Regions from separate parts of the Mus musculus genome. Here region 1 is linked to region 2. Evidence: chromatin contacts called from public HiChIP or PLAC-seq data. All regions are on one chromosome and are shown on one strand. Each heading gives the region's core, a stretch centred on a gene start, on an enhancer-like site or on the middle of the called end of the contact. The rest is flanking DNA. Distances are from core to core; before and after follow the strand shown.

Region 1 (2,700 bases), core at 200-2,699, 490 kb after region 2:
TTTGTTCTGTAAACTGGTTTATATATTGGGTTTTGAGGGGGAGATCACAAAGCAGTCAGCACCCAGTGGCCCACTCCCCTGGAGCTGGTTCTGAGAGTTCAAGGAGGGCTCTGCTCCACTTGCTGAGAACAGACTCCTATAGCTTCTATGCCCGTGCCTCAGTGACCAGGCATCCCAGTCTCGGCTCCACAGGGCACATCCGGAAAGCTGAGTGTCAGAGAGGTTTCCACCAGGAAGGTGCTGGGTGGTTTTTAAACAGCGCAAGCTCATGAACAGCCAGGAGCAGCTCACTCTTTTACACCAGATGCAACAAGCTCTACATCAAAGGCTTGGCACCTTGATTTTTAATTTATCAGTTAATTCATTGTTTGATATTGCATATGTGCATATAATACATTCCTGTCACACCAATTTTATGTACAAAGCAAAGGAATCATAACAGTTGCAAAGCTACAGAATTTCTTCATGGCAGTTTTTAATCTCAGTCCAAGAAATAAGTAATGCCAGACAGGTGACAGAATAACAGAACAATGGCCCCACGGAAGAGACTGTCCTACAAAGGTTACATTTGCCATATAGTACGCACCAAACCAAAAGAGAGGTGATCTCTGCCTTATAGATAGTGGAAGGAAGGAACAGAGAGGTTAAGTACTTGCCTAAGGTCACACAGCTAAGAAACATTGCTTGAACTCAACCACCCTTGTGGTCTCCCCCAGACCCTGTGCCATCAGCCACAGGTTGCTCCACGGCTACAGGTTTTCAGGATCTTGGCAAACTACAGAATGCATTTGAATGCTGTCTGCCTTGTCCAATTAGCATTTTATACAGCTCCTTCTGGCAAAAAGCACAGCTGATCTATGATCAAACAGCATCCAGTCTGTCTCCTGAATAGTTCGTGGCGCTGTGGGCGGCTCTCAATCCCCATAGCTGCCACCTTCACTCACGCGGCCCTCATTTCCCAGTTCAACTGTTACAGTCACCTCCTAATTGACCTTTCTGTCTCTGGCTCTAACTGTAGATGAACATCCAAATAAAATTACAAAGCGTGCCCTGGTAGGCAGAGTATATATACACCTGCCCAAATAATTCCTAGAAACAACGGCTATTGGGAAGGGGGTGGAGGGCGGGGGGGGGGGGGGGGGGACAGCATCAAGCAAACCCAGGTCCTCTCAAATCTAGAGGAAGTCAAAGGCAGAGTCTGTGTGAAGATATTAAAGAGATCCGGCATGAGCAGAATTGCAGACTGCCTGGGCCTGCCATCAGAGTCCCGCATGGAAACAGCTGTAGTCGGTGTTTATCTGCACCCCTCCCTAACTCTTCCAACTTCCCTAGGACTTGGATCTCCTGATCAGAGAAGCCAGGCTGTCTCCCTTGCTGGCCTCCTAAGCTGCGACACCCCCCTCCCCCCGCAGGCACTGGGGAGGAAGGAGACTGCTCACATGATTCAGCATAAGTCTCCCTTGCTCCCTTCCTGAACCACACACTGCAAAGAGCACGCTGGAAATGCGGACAAAATGGGGCCCAACTTGGACAAGGAGGGTCCTGCTGCTGGGGATCTTTTGGGTCTCTGCATACCTGCCTGTCCGTGGTGTCTCCCTGCCCCCGCGCCTCCCAAGGGCCACAGGTAGGTGGCAGTGGGCCCAGACACCCCAGTCCCACGTAGAGATGTGGGATGGAGAGGGGAATGGCCTTGCCCCCTCCCCATCCCCGACTCCTGCTGTATCTGCTCTGCTTCGGAGCCCTGCCGAGGATGGGAAGCGCTCTTGATCAGCCAATGCGTCCTCAAGAGCGTTCTGTAGTAGTTCAGAGACCAAGGGGTGGACAGGGCTGCTCTTCTTATTGTTGGAGACATGATCAGTGCATTCTTCCCATTTAGAAGCAGACACAGAGAGGCGCTGTAATAATGCCTCCCTCCAACTCTCTTCTATCAGCTTATTTCATGAAATAATCTCTTACAAAGGCTATCTAAGGCTTTGAATCATACTCGTATTTCCACCAACTTCCCCATATCCCTCCCAAATACCCCAGTTTAGGCTTTGTGGGCTTCAGACGTGTGACTCCCACATCTTGTGATCTTTTCCTTTTCCTCGGCAGGAAACAGCACGCAATGTGCTGTCTCTCCAGCATCGGAGTTTCCCGAAGGGTTCTTCACCAAGCAGGAGAGCACGGATGGAGGTATCGTAATCTACTTCCTCATTATCCTCTACATGTGCATGGCCATCTCCATCGTCTGCGACAAGTACTTCTTGCCCTCCCTGGAAATCATCAGTGACTGTAAGTTGCCGGGAAGGTCTCCTATGACCTTCCGGAAGAGCTGTTGTCACACAGATGTGTCCATCTCAGCTGGTGGCAGAGCACCCATGTCTGTCCTGGGGTTCTGTGGGGTCCATCCTGGGAGTCCAGGCAGAAGCACGTTTTTTTCAGTTGTTATTATACATGGCTAGCTTCCAGAAGGTTCCTTTTGTTCCAGCACCCCAGGGGCTGTTAAGGAACAGCACCCCCCCCCCCCGGTTTTTTGTACCACTGGGTGCCTGGTCCTCACTGTTTTCTATTTCAAACCCTTTTCACTTGGGCTCTGTGAGTGGGGCAGAAGGAGATGTGGCCAAGGACCTCCTTTCTCTCTACTCCTTGACTGGCATCCTGCAGTTAAGAGAACTGAAATTCATGAACCAATAAGTAAATAAATTCTAAACTCCAAGT
Region 2 (2,764 bases), core at 174-2,673:
AACGATAATTTTAAAATGATAACCATAATTTGAAAACCAATAATGACAAGAATAGCTACTAACACTTATTCAATACAGACTGCATGCTTGGTAGTATCTTCAGAACTATGGAAGCTTTACATCCATGTGTTTATTTGGTATCACGTGTCTTAGCTATGTGCCCCATCACTGTTGCAAAAGACAACAGCAAACTGAGGGGGTAAAGATTTATTCTAGCTCACAGTGATAGATGTTAAGTGGCAATAATAAAATATATGTAAAACTGGAGCATGGGTGATAGGAAGGAAGAATGAGGAACAGGGAGCAAGAAGCACTGGTGGGACAGTAGATGGGACATGGCAGAGCAGAGGAGTGAGTTTGAAGAAAGATAACTAGCACTGACCTGTGAGAAAGTCATATGTAAACCTACTACTATGCAAGCATGTGTGTGTGTGTGTGTGTGTGTGTGTGTGTGTTTCCTGTATGAAAAGAGTTTAAGTTGAGTTGCCCTATAATTAGGAAAGAATGTTCTTCTTAGACACCATAGGCTATCAAATAAAACCCAGAACCAGGAAGAAGAAAAAAAAGAGGTTACCATCCATCATGGCAGGGAAGTCACACTGCCTGACGTGTGAAGAAGCTGACCACATTGTGTCCACAGTGGAGAAGCAGAGAGTAACGAATACTTGTGCTCAGCTCCAGAATCCAGAATTCCAGCATAGGGAATGGTGCTAACCACAGTGGGCAGGTCTTCCCACCTCGGTTAACCTGATTAAGACGATCCCTCTCAGGCATGCCCAGAGGCTCTTCTTCCAGGTAATTCAAGATCTCATCAAGTAGACAGTAGAGATTAATCATTATACTGTATAATCATTTGTACTAAACACTGGGTACCATTGAATACTGAAGTACAGAGACATGGCATAAAATGTAATTCCCTGAAAGCAGGCAGGTTTGGCTGTTCAGTTCACTGCAATGTTCCTGTTGGGACTCTAAGATTGCAGTCACATTCCAGGAGCTTAATAATAATTTGCTAAATGCATAAATGAACATTGCTTGTCTAAGCTTTTGATGTTGGCAGTTGTACAACAATAATTGAAAGTTAAATATTTATCAAACTGTAAGACATTTTAGAATGGAAATTCCCTTTAAAATTTTGCTTGGCTTGGCAGGTTTACCACGACCATTCTCACTTTTAATTATTCAGTATCTATTAATTTTAATAGAAAAAATGTGAGGAACTCCATTCATTCATTTATTCACTTGCGAATTTATTTTTAAAAATATCCACCATATGCTGTCTAGAGTCTAGACTCAATGCCACATATCAGAAACATGAATTGTATGATAAAAAACTAAGCAAAGAACGTTACTGATAAGCTGTAGAGACATGTCACTCACAAAAGAGGAAGAAGAGGAAGTAAGTATGCTCTGGCGGTCAAGAGTAAATATGGTGCTGAGAAACACACACTTCAGTTTTTAGACTTCCACTGAAGCATCCCTAAGTATGGAGGAATGTGGCCTTTCACGTCCTGAGTTAAGCTTGTGTGTCTCTAAGAGGCCACCATAAGCATTGGACACTCTTGAGAAGTGACATTTAATACAACCTTCATGGAAATTGAGTTTCTAGGAGTCGGAATCTGAGGCAATTGCTCTGAAGCTAACAGATTGTGGAGCGGTGGGAGGAGCATGAGGGAGAGCAGAAGAGGTCAGGGGAAGCTGCACCAGGCACCCCTGAGTCAGAGTGGACTTTGCAGCATCAGAGTCGGTTGCCTAGGTGAATAGGAAGTCTTTAAAAGGGACATTTAGTGATGTCTGAATGGCCAACTGAAAGGGTGAGTGGGATGTGTGGGAGGGATTTATCCTAAGATGTTTTCCTCCACACTTATCAAAGTCTGTTCCACATGGAAATGCTTCTTTTATATTCTAGGAGGGCAATGTGGAAGCCACAAAGCAAAGTCACCAGAAAAGGTGAGGTATGACTTTGTGTCTAGAGTGGTGGAAGGGCCTTGAGACTTTCAAAAGATCTGGAGACAGGTGCCACTCAGTGGCTCTGAGACTACTCACACAGATATCTAATACAACCAGAAAGAAAAATTAATCCCAGTAAGATATTCCATGTCCCATCATGGCTTTGCACCTCCAGTAGCATCCACTCATACCCCTGGGAGATCTGAAGGCCAGAGGGAAACTCAACTTGATTAGAAGCATTTGAAGTATCCTAAGGGTAAATTGGACCAGTGAAGAGGTTCCACTGAAGGATAATTGGTCTGGATTTGCAGAAGAGATAAAAAATGAAAATATAGTGGCTGTTGACTCCTAACTATGGCACAATTGGAAAGCAGGAGGTAAGATATTCCTGCAGGGTGTTAAGATATGTAAGTAACAGGTCTTTAGGTCACTTGTTCAATTATTTATATATCTGACTGGCTCTTACAAGGAGTCATATTATAAATTATTTTTAATACTTCACTAGTAAAATGATATAAGTCATTGAATTCACAAAAAGAGAAAATGCATTAAGTATTTAGATATTTTAGAAGGGTCACTTAATTATGCTCAAAACTTCTGAAAGTTTTACAATGGCTTCAGTGGATAGTAGTTTCATTCCTAGACAGGAAATATCAGTCATCTAATCATGGTCAGACCAACATCAAATACTATAAAAGAAAAAAAACCCAAGAAATTCTCCAAGAAAAGACATCTTTAAAACGTGTAACATGTGCGTAATACACACACACACACACACACACACAATGTTTGTGCATCTATCGTAGCCACTAGC

Evidence for each region. HiChIP or PLAC-seq counts read pairs in DNA pulled down with a chosen protein or histone mark.
Region 1: a contact with region 2 is called in an H3K4me3 HiChIP or PLAC-seq map of bone marrow-derived macrophages, with 4 times the contacts expected there. The contact joins the promoter of Slc24a5 here to the enhancer-like site in region 2. A contact is called at or near these places in 6 of 39 promoter capture datasets (the C10 cell line, embryonic stem cells, frontonasal cranial neural crest and 2 more), 1 of 115 datasets of contacts at active chromatin or transcription factors (bone marrow-derived macrophages) and 2 of 9 other capture datasets (adipose tissue and liver).

What each region holds. Positions count from the first base shown.
Region 1 is chr2:125,066,678-125,069,377 of GRCm38.p6, forward strand. It overlaps Slc24a5 (solute carrier family 24, member 5), which reads left to right and starts at 1,450. Exons shown (of 9, transcript NM_175034.3): 1 at 1,450-1,624; 2 at 2,095-2,274. The coding sequence starts at 1,504.
Region 2 is chr2:124,572,553-124,575,316 of GRCm38.p6, forward strand. It overlaps a transcript of Sema6d not described here. Among named protein-coding and RNA genes, the nearest start is that of Sema6d, 80 kb to the right of the region's middle. Within about 2 kb of position 1,424, at least 7 of the 459 cell types and tissues checked have an H3K27ac peak or open chromatin away from gene starts, as enhancers often do. A contact at or near this core is called in bone marrow-derived macrophages, where this site is marked.